2 separate regions of the Arachis hypogaea genome follow, and region 2 is linked to region 1. Evidence: chromatin contacts called from public Hi-C data. All regions are on one chromosome and are shown on one strand. Each heading gives the region's core, a stretch centred on a gene start, on an enhancer-like site or on the middle of the called end of the contact. The rest is flanking DNA. Distances are from core to core; before and after follow the strand shown. Region 1 holds the start of LOC112730117 (protein ALP1-like). Region 2 holds the start of LOC112727518 (probable protein disulfide-isomerase A6).

What was found. Hi-C and Micro-C count contacts between places; a contact is called where the count stands out from the background.
Region 2: a contact with region 1 is called in a Hi-C map of leaf, with 2.2 times the contacts expected there. The contact joins the promoter of LOC112727518 here to the promoter of LOC112730117 in region 1. A contact is called at or near these places in 2 of 8 Hi-C or Micro-C datasets (both in leaf).

The regions. Positions count from the first base shown.
Region 1 is chr12:71,719,904-71,725,310 of arahy.Tifrunner.gnm2.J5K5, reverse strand. It overlaps LOC112730117 (protein ALP1-like), which reads right to left and starts at 2,112. Exons shown (of 3, transcript XM_025780223.1): 1 at 1,897-2,112; 2 at 1,587-1,809; 3 at 1,078-1,355. The coding sequence starts at 2,112. The coding sequence ends at 1,078.
Region 2 is chr12:72,007,669-72,013,215 of arahy.Tifrunner.gnm2.J5K5, reverse strand. It overlaps LOC112727518 (probable protein disulfide-isomerase A6), which reads left to right and starts at 3,556. Exons shown (of 13, transcript XM_025777288.3): 1 at 3,556-3,913; 2 at 4,393-4,458; 3 at 4,679-4,830; 4 at 5,257-5,341. The coding sequence starts at 4,402.

The sequences.
Region 1 (5,407 bases), core at 863-3,362:
AACTATCCAAAATTTATTGACCATACAATGAGAATCTGATAATCAAGTTATGACCCAAAAAAACTCACAACATATATTACACTAACTCAAATACCATATACTTATGGTCTGTGTGGTTCAAGGATTAATTTTTATGCCTAGGAATATCATTATTAGGAATATGATTCCTTGGAATAATATTACCAAGTATAGAGTATTCCTATGTTTGGTTTGTAAAAATAAAGTCTATGGAATATTAATAATATGCCTAGGTATGTTTTAGTTTTTGTTTGGTTCATATTTAATATATTTGAGAATTGTGAATATTTTGTCCAAAATGCCCTTATAATTTTTAATTAGAATATTAATGATTAAATTTAGTAAATATATATAATAAAATATAAATATAATATAATAAAATATTTTTAATTAAATTTTTTAGACTCTAATTTTTTAAATAAATATAAATATAATAAAATATTTTTTTATTTTATTTTTAAATTTACTAAAATACCCCTAATATCAAATATCTTTAATTAAAATTATTATTGATTCTAAATTTTTTTAAAATATCTCTAATATCAAATATCTTTAATTAAAATTATTATTGATTCTAAATTTTTTTAAAATTACTAAAATACCCCTAATATCAAATATCTTTAATTAAAATTATTAATGATTCTAAATTTTTTTAAATTTACTAAAATATCCCTAATAACAAATATCTTTAGTGAAATTATTATTGACTCTAAATTTTTTAAATTTACTAAAATACCCCTAATATTAAATATGTTTAATTAAAATAACACAAAATATGTATCTAAATTTTCAAAAATTCCATAATTCATAATTCGTCTCATAATCCATAATTGAACTTATATAAAACAAATCTCAACGATTCTAACCACATATGTATTAAAAAGCTTTACTATTATCCAAATTAAAGTTACAAAGAAGTCTCAAAAGTTAAAATTTACTAACAGACGCACAACTCTTGTACAAGAACACAAACACATCAACAAAATGACATCAATATTACGACAGACAGCCTCACACATAGAAAAACTATTACAATTATCGAGCGTGATGTCTTCTCCTTCATTGGTTCCACATTTCTTGTGCAAGTTGATCTCTCCATCTACCCCAAGCATCACTCATCTCAATATGGTGGATCGTCTCACCATCTAGTCCAAGTATATTTTGATCTTCTATCTCATCAATAGGATCCACAACTATCACTCTTCTAATATGATTATGCAAAAGGCAACAAGCAGTTATAATTCTTCCTTGAGTCTTAATAGGATAAAATGATCTTCCTCTTAAAATTCCCCATCTTGCTTTCAATACTCCAAATGTCCTTTCAATGACATTCCTAGCTTATGAGTGTTTCATATTAAAAAAACTCTTGAGTGTACTGGATTGATTATGTGGATTAAACTCACTCAAATGATATTTTTGTCCTCTATAAGGTGCCAAAAATCTTTCACAATTCACGTATCTAGCATCACATAAGTAGTAATGACCTAGTGTGACATATAAAATTGAACAAAATTAATGAAAGATCAAATAGTTACTTTGATAACATACTAAAGTCTCAATAAAAATACCTTGGGGAACACTAAACCCATTGCAAAATAGTGCATCTCGCAATACCCTAGAATCCGCAGCTGAACCCTCCCAACCTGCCAGTACATAGATAAATTGCATATCGGGAGCAACCGCTCCAAGCACATTGGTTGTTATGTCACCTTTTCTGTTTCGATATCTAGGCTTGTCAGCCTCAAGGACATTAACTTTGATATGAGTACCATCTAAGGCTCCTAGGCAATTCTAAAATCCAAAAAAAAGAGATCAATTAACTTAATCTTAAAGCATACCAAGCATATTAGGTTTAATAACATTAGCAAGATAAATTACCTTGAACCATTTCCATCGTTCATCCATTCTATCCTGGCTAAATGGTTGAGGTTTCTTCAGTAAGAGATTATAACATCTCAAAATAGCAAGCAATACATCATTAAACCGCCTACTAATTGTTTCTTCAGATCTTACAAATTGTCTCTTTATTACTCTAATTTTGACGTCACGTGCTATAATATGTAAAAACATAGCAACCATTTCTTCCACACCCATATTCCTACTTGGTTCTAACTTTCCAACCACTTTAAGCACGTTAGTTACACAATGCATGAAAAGCATGCCTATCCATTCTTGTGTTTTCTATACATGCTAGATCGCTAAAATAAATAATCCTATCGACACTAATATCCCTTATTACTTGCCTACTGTAACTATCATTCCATTTTCTTTTTTTTTTCTCAATTCTAACATAATCAAAACATAACAAATCATCAATAACTTAACCATAAGGTCATTTATTAATTCGAAATGTAAAATCAAGCAGGCAATAACTCTCATCTTCTGTTTGGGATTTATTCTGTAAAAAAAATATTAAAATATTTAGCCAAAAGACTTTACTATTTATTTATTCTATATAATGATTACTATAGCAGGCTAAAATGTGAAAAGAATAAAGGTAAGAATTACCACTTTATATTTTCCAAAATCCAAATACAATGGAATTCAAGAAAAATATATTAAGCTAACAAAATGAAATAAGAAAATCTTCACACAACTCATGAACTGCATTCTTGTGATACCTACTAAACCCAATGCTATGAGTAGATCATATGCAATTCAGATTCCACCATTCTAGCAAGAGTACTTTAAAAAAAAAGAAGAAGAATTGGAGAAGGGAAATTTCAATTTTATCAATTCATAAACAGCAATTACCACTGGTAGATAGCAACAGAGTCAATTTATACGGAATATTATCTTTACAGAAACATTTTAATACTGAATACACAAGGTAAAGAAATAAAGTATCTACTGTTGTTCCAAAAAATCAGAGAAAAAAGTCTTTCAACTCAGTTATTATAAGCAAAATTCACCAACCAAATTTAGAAGCAAGGAACTTAGGGAGAAGAATAAGAAAAAAAATTATATTAGGAATAATGTATTGTGGTTCAGATCTGAACACTTACGAATCCGTGAAGCTGATACATTGGTGTAGATTCACTGTATGTCTCTAACCAACCCAATCTCGTTTCTCTGAACAAATGACAGAGTTCAAAAAATGACCAACCACTCAAATTCAGAAGCACTTTTAACAGTGACAATCAAAAACTAAAACCAAAGCAAATGAATTACCAAAAGCAAAGTAAGAAAAACAAACATTACTTAAAAATGCACACACATAAACACAGAGAGACAGAGACACATTATTACCAAATGGAGACATTTCAATGACACAAAAGCATGGAGACATTTCAATGACACATTATTGACCAATGAAGCGAGAAATCATGGGAGACACCCATTTCAGAAAAACAGAAATTTCAAACAAAAAAAAGGGGGGGAATCAATGAACTTGTCGGTTAATCTATTTACTCTTGTACCCTTTCAAGACTTCACTCAATGAAGAGTATAACTATAAGAGAATCACCTTACATTTTCTTTTTTATCCAAAGTCAATCAACTAAAAGATTAATGCATTGAAATTAATTGTAGTACCAAAATTTACATTTTTCCTTTTTGAATTCATTTTTTATATATAAACTAACATTCAGATTTATCAAATCAAGAAAAAATAAACCAAAGTTCATTGTGGTTTAGAGAATTTTACATGCACATTAATGGTAATGCACTAATGCTCGTTCACCTAGTCATCCTTCAATCTAATTCAAGACTTTATTCAAATCACTTGAATCAAAACATTAATAAGAAAGAAAAGAACCGGTGATCACATATCAAATTTAGTAATAGCAGTATGGAAATATCAGTTCTCAACAAATACAATTACAACTGATCCTTGTTCCACTAAGTAAGTTGGCTAATTCAATTTTCAAACAGTCTAAAATATATCAACAAACAAGTAAAACAGAATAAATAAATTGAAGAAGCATCAGAGAAAAACTTAAAAGGCTTCTTGTTATATGCCAAAATCTGTAAACATGCAGATCGAATAATTGAATAAACTTGCACTATCATACGAAACTGTAACAAATATCACCAGAACATATAAGTATACCAGAACATGCACACCAAAATATATTTTAAAACTGGAAAATTAGATCCCACAGATCCAGTAGCTAAAAATTAGATTGCCACCAAAATAACTTTACATTGTTACTAGTATGTAAAATTCATCAAGACAACAGGATAAAGAAGCAGAACAATAGTAATGCAAGCTTAGTAGTGCATTGTAGCATGGCTCATGAAGTACACAGCACGGAAAGCCAAATTAAGACAAGATTAAGCATGTAAAAATATGTTTTTGTCAGATTCAAGCCAAATTAAGCATGTAAAAATATGTCAAAAGCTTAAACTCTTTATTGAGACAAATCATCAAATATGTTATTTGCATGCAACATAATCACAAAGAGCGTATAAGAAATCAAGCAAAATAAAAGATAACTAATCAAATTAGCAGTCGATGTAGAAAGCATAAAAAGAACTCAAACCTTAATGAGAGATTCAAAGAGAATTCGTAGAGATAAGCAATGCGAACATGAACTTGAAGAAGAGAAGGAAACCAGTCTTCCGTTTAGGGTAATGGTGGCGCCGATGTAGCTCCGATGGCGGTGGCGTTGGTGAAGCCTCCATTGATTTGGGAAAAAACTCAAACCTTAATATGAGATTCGAATAAAATTCACAGAGAAAAGCAGTGCGAACATGAATCGGAGAAGATAAGGAGACGAATCTTCTGTTTAGAGTAACGGCGGTGCCGGTGCCGGCTCCGGTGGTGGTGGCGTTGGTGAAACTCACTGATTTGGGGAAGAAACTGCTCTGCTATGGTTTAGTTCTACAGAGAAAAATGAAGTAAAATATAGTATTAAATAATAGGGGTAATTTAGTCTTTTTGTTTCATTATTTACATTCCATTCCCATTAGAATGAAAGATAACCAAGATAACCAGGGGGAGATGGGAATTGAATGAGTGGTAATTCAATTCCAAGGAATAAAAGTTACCTTAGAATATTTTTTTTAACTTTAAACCACACATAGGAATTTCATATTCCCATCTTAAAATTCTTAGGAATGTTCTATAATTCCCTCAACCACACACACCCTTAATGATTACAAAAATTGAAAATTCGAATAGGAAAAAATCTTCACAATTACATAAGAAAAGAGACAAATATATTTGTCGCACATGTAATCAAATGCCACATTATCCTACAATAAGGTAATTCTATATATTTATCATAAAAAAATCCCATCAAATGATAAGTTACTAACTAAATAATTACTAAAGGTTTAGAATTAAATTAAAAGTTTTCATATCAAAGTATTACAACAATTTTTAGTCTATTTAATGACAAAGTAAAAAAATTATTAAATACAACTTCAAATATAATGACACTCC
Region 2 (5,547 bases), core at 2,307-4,806, 290 kb before region 1:
ATGAATAGAAGCCTTGATTGGGAGTTGATTAGTTTGAATCTCTATCATTGATGGGATGATTTCAAGATTAATTTATAATTAATGGTTGTTCTGTTTAGTTATCCTTTACTAGATAAGGGAAAGTCAAATAAGTTGGAATGCTAGATCTGTTCACGAGTCGCAACCCACTTAGTTTAAAGGGATTGGTGTTAGTGATTAGATAACAATCCAACAGTTAACCCAATTACAATTTTTCTTTCAATCCTTCCAACTCAAGAGTTCCTTTCAATCAACTCCCTATCAAGTGGGGGAACTACTCACTCATTGTAAATAATAAATCCATAACACATGAAAGGGAATTAAAAGAAGACATGATTATTGGAATGGAAAAATAAATTAAAATGGAAGAAATAATCCTTGTATCAAATAATCATGAAAGTATTCAAATGACAAAATTGAACAAAGCAAAGAACATGGAAGAATAAAACCAAGTTAAGAGAACGAACTAGAATGACGAGGTCTTGATGAGGAAAAATAACTCTTCTCAATGTTCCAATGCTAAGATCAATTCCCAAAATTAAAATTCTAAAACCTAGAGAGAAAAACCTAGAGAAGGGAAAACTAGATCTAAAACTGTAAACTGTGTAGAATGAATGTTCTTCTTCGTTTCTGCATATTCTCTGGCTCTAGTCTGCTGTTCCAGGCCGAAAACTGGGTCGAAATAAGGTCCAAAATCGCCCCCAGCGAAGTCTGCAGATTATGCAGATCGCACATGTCACGCGATCGCGTCATCCATGCGGACGCGTCATTCGCGCTTTTCCTTGCCACGCGTTCGCGTCGTCCACGCTACCGCGTCGCCTGAGCTTTTCCAATCCGCGCGGCCGCGTAAGCCATGCGGCCGCGTCACTGCGATTTGCTCTCCTTCGCGCGGTCGCGTGAGCCATGCGACCGCGTCACTTCTCGCTGGTTATCTCCTTAAATTCTTGTGTTCCTTCCATTTTTGCTAGCTTCCTTTCCAATCTCCAACTCATTCATGCCCTATAAAGTCTGAAACATTCAACACACAGATCACGGCATCGAATGGAATAAAGGAGAATTAAAAATATATAATTAAAGTCTCTAGGAAGGAATTATAATTTCATGCTAATTTAATGAATAAGTGGGTAATGATCATGATAAAACCACACAATTAAACACAATATAAACCATAAATAGTGGTTTATCAATAATTCATGGAGAAGAATTTTATGGTATGCAAAGAGTTGCAAAGAGATTTTCTCAATTTATCTTATTCATATCATATGACCTTCAATATAAATTGTAAATATTCGATAACTAGTTGCTTTGAGCGAGAAATTCATCAATAAGTTGTTGTGGGTCGAAAAAATTTCCAAAACAATTAATCATTATATCCTCGGATCATATAATTGATTCCGTCAATGGATATATATTTCTGAACTTTTCAATTTACATACAATCAAATGTTATATGCATGTCATGAAAAATATTTCTCAAGCAGAAAAATATCTTCCACACAAATATCTTGATTGAATGACTCTTACCACTCAATTATTTTTTGAATAAGTGCCGACATAATAACTCGACTAAGCTTGGGGGTTCACCATATCATTATTCACTTATCTTTTAACCGAGTTATAACTCATTTTATTTTCTAAGCTTATCTTGGATCATATGATCGGCAGACAAAGCTTGGGAACTGTGATCCGTAACCTTATACCTCGGTCTTTATTGTCCATTATGAGTCATAAATCAACTTTATTTGCCTTCATTCTAAGTTTGTAACGGACGATCTTAATAACCATTATTCTGACTTAATGACTAACGGTCATAACATCAACTCTATTCATCAACCCTATACCTATAAAGGCATCAATCTCTATATCTCAAAAGACACCGCATGATAAGTTATATTTCATGTCTAATATTCTATATTCATAAAGTTATTAGATACTTTTTAAATACTTACTGACTTAAGTGTCGGAGTGCCTAGGTACCCACCATTTGTATTCTTCTTGTCGAAATATATGTCCTTTGAAGACAAAAAGATAAGTTCAATTTCCTCTAAAACAAGATATACCTCGAAAGTTCATCCACATAAAAATATTATTATATTTTAAAATGCCATATTTATGTCATTTAAATCAAATACTTATTTTCAATATATAAGCTGCATATCAGTACACTATTATAATAATCATACTCATGTTACATTTAACATTAGTAATAATATTAAAACAAGAATAAATATTTAAATTACGTCTCAACAAATTTTAAATTAGATACTTTAATTTTTAATAAACTTTTATTTATAAAAAAATATTAAAAATTATTTTTAGTAAACAGATTAATCTTTCAATCAAATTTTTAAAATATATATTAAATAAATAAATTTTTAACAAATTTTATTATAAAATAACTTGATAAAAAAAATTACTATAACACAAATTAGTCCCATTTTAAAATAATGAAGAGACTAATTTATTTCACTAAGATAATTCTCAAAACCTTATAAAAATTAAGAGTTTATTAAGAACCAAAATGTGAGATCTAATTTAAAAATTTCTTAAAAATTAATTTAAATATTTCTTTTTAAAGCAAAATTTGCAATCTGACTCATTGAGCTCGTCTTTGCATTAGTAAAAACAAAATTAAAAGAAATACACTTATTATTAAAACAAAAAAATTAAAATTTTATATAATTATATAATATAATTAAATTAAAAAATATTAAAAAATATTAAAAAATTAATAAAATTTATTATTTTTAATCAATAATTAATTAGTAATATTTAAAAGTATAATTTAAAAATATATTATTAAAGTAAATAAATTAAACTAATGATAAAATATAATAATAATAAAAAAGTATAAATTCTATTTGTCTCTGAGTTTGTCTCTGCAAATTAATCAATTTAACCAAAAATCTCACCGGTAATCGTAAGTAGGGGTGGCAAGCGGGGAAGTCTGCCTCATCCCGCCCCGCTCCGCCAAAAGTCTGTCCTTTGGCGGGCTGGTCCGCCCCGTCCCGCCTATTGAGGCGGTCTTAAAATCCCACTCGACCCTGTCTAACGGCGGGCTGGAGGACTAAACCCGCCAAATCTCATTTTTTTTACTATTAACTATTAAATAATATATATAATTTCACAACTATTTAAATAAATTTATAATTTCTAAAGGCATAAAAAAATTATAATTTCTATATTCACAAACTTTAAAAGTCTTTGTAATTATAAATATCTAATAAACATCATTATAAACCAAGTTTTTCATCCAAAACATAATTACAAATATTGTCTCCAACGCAAAATAAACATAATCTAAAACATAATTATAAATATTATCTCCAAAACAAAATAAATATAATCCAAAACACTCAATTTTTATGTTCATTCTCTTATAAGTTAGGTTGAAAAAAGTTAGATTTTGGCAAAAAAATTACAAAAATATCCCCTTATCAAAAAAACACTACGTTCGACGGAGAAGTCCGCCCCACCCCACTAAAACTCACAATTTAAAATAAATTTTTACTATTTGACGGTCCCAATTTTCTAACCTAATTCGCTTTATTTTTGCAGGATACACAGACCAGTCCGATAGATTTAGACCAGCTCGTCACCCGTAACGTTAAGTCCGTAACCCAATAACCCAATAATTCAATACTACCTCGACTACGTACGAAATTTTTCTTTCCCCATGTATCCCTACAGCAATAATAAATTATTAAACCCTTGTTCAACCCAACGTGGTTCCTAGTAATTCAAGCGTGCCTCTTGGACTTGAGATCTGGTTTTATTACTTTTCTTTCGTCAGATTTGGTGCTGCGTTTGGTGTCGTCTCCGATCAGGCTTCTCTTTTCTGGGTGTCACTCATATTCTTTTGCAAGGCCTCGTGCTCGCTGTCGTCGTCGTCTTCGGTGAGGTTCTTCGCTGGTCCTGTTTGTTTGTTTATTTGTTCGTCTTCTCCCGTTTGAGTCTGAAGCTGTTCTTGATGTTCGGTGGTGTTCTATCAGATCTGTTATTCTTTATCCCTTACCTTGCATTTGATGTCTGCTTTTAGACCTATTTTTGAGTTTTTCTAGAGATGGATGTTTCAAATGACTGTGATAATGGTTCAGATTTCATTCTCTTTCTTATTTAATCTAATCAATTCTAGAATATTTTGATAGATGATTATGAGAAACTGGTTTTGGTTCAATTGAATGAATACATATTTCATCTCTGGTTGGAGATGCAATGAACCTATTTTGCAGACACCTTTCTTTATCGCTTATCTTTTAACCAAAAAGTCCAATAGCATTAGTAGTGAATATTTTAAAGTCCTTTGCACAAAGCCAAGCTAATTATTTCAGTTGTGGAAACTTAACTCTTATTAACGGGGCACCTTGGGTGACAGATCCAGAAGATGCACCGTAAACTTGACAATGGCATCTTAGCTGCTCAACTCCATTCGAGAAAGAAGGTATGTTGAAACTTGGAAGCTCCACAAATAAAATTAGCGTTGTGTTTTTGTTAAAGCATAACAGATAGTAGCACTACATGTTTGATAATATAATAGTATGATGAATATTTGATGAAGGCAATATCTGGTTCCACTTTTATGCTTCGATCTTTGTAAATAGGCAGAACAATTAGACCATTAATTAACCCCGAACACCTCTGACACTTTGACGCGTGCACAGATCTGGAGCAGGGGTTTAGCGTTGGGAGTGTTGGTGTTTGCTCTCGTCTTCGTATCTGTCTCTGCAGATGATGTTGTTGTGCTCACCGAAGATAACTTTGAGAAGGAGGTTGGTCAGGACAGAGGAGCACTCGTTGAGTTCTACGCTCCTTGGTAATAAAATAAAATAATCACCAATCCATTTTTGGTTCCTTTGTTGATTCAATTTTTACCTTATCTAGGGTTTAGTTCAGTATACAGTTCGAATAGAATGTGTTATTGTCCTTTATCTCTTTGATTTTGTAGATTAATAGATGTTTAACTTTATATTCTTTGATTTGATTCCTTTAATATAAGTTATTAGATGATAAGATCTCTGTATAATTGACACTAGAGAGAGTGAGGGTACCAACGAGACTTTTTTTGTGCCAACCGAAGGTTCTGAGTTCGTTATATATATATAGAAAGTTGCCAGGTTTTCACTCTGTCGGGTGATTCATCGTGTCAATTTTTTTTTTTTTGCGATCCAGCAAAGATAAGATGCACATTTTTTTTCTAATTCTCAATCTGTGTTTCTCATACCATTTTTTGTTACCATAGGTGTGGGCACTGTAAAAAGCTTGCCCCTGAATATGAAAAGCTCGGTTCCAGCTTCAAGAAAGCCAAATCTGTTTTAATTGGCAAGGTAAGCAAGCACAAGTGGTGTTTATCACTTTCTCAGTTTCTCTATATTCAACACCTTTCAAATATGATTCATTTTGCAATGTGTGTTGAGCTTCCAGTGTTCTTATGTATTTATGGTTCAATGCCAAGTTTTAGTTAACTAGGATGGTAGAAAGATTTTCTTGTTTTTGGGATAATCTATCATTTTGATTTTTTAGTTTTTATTCT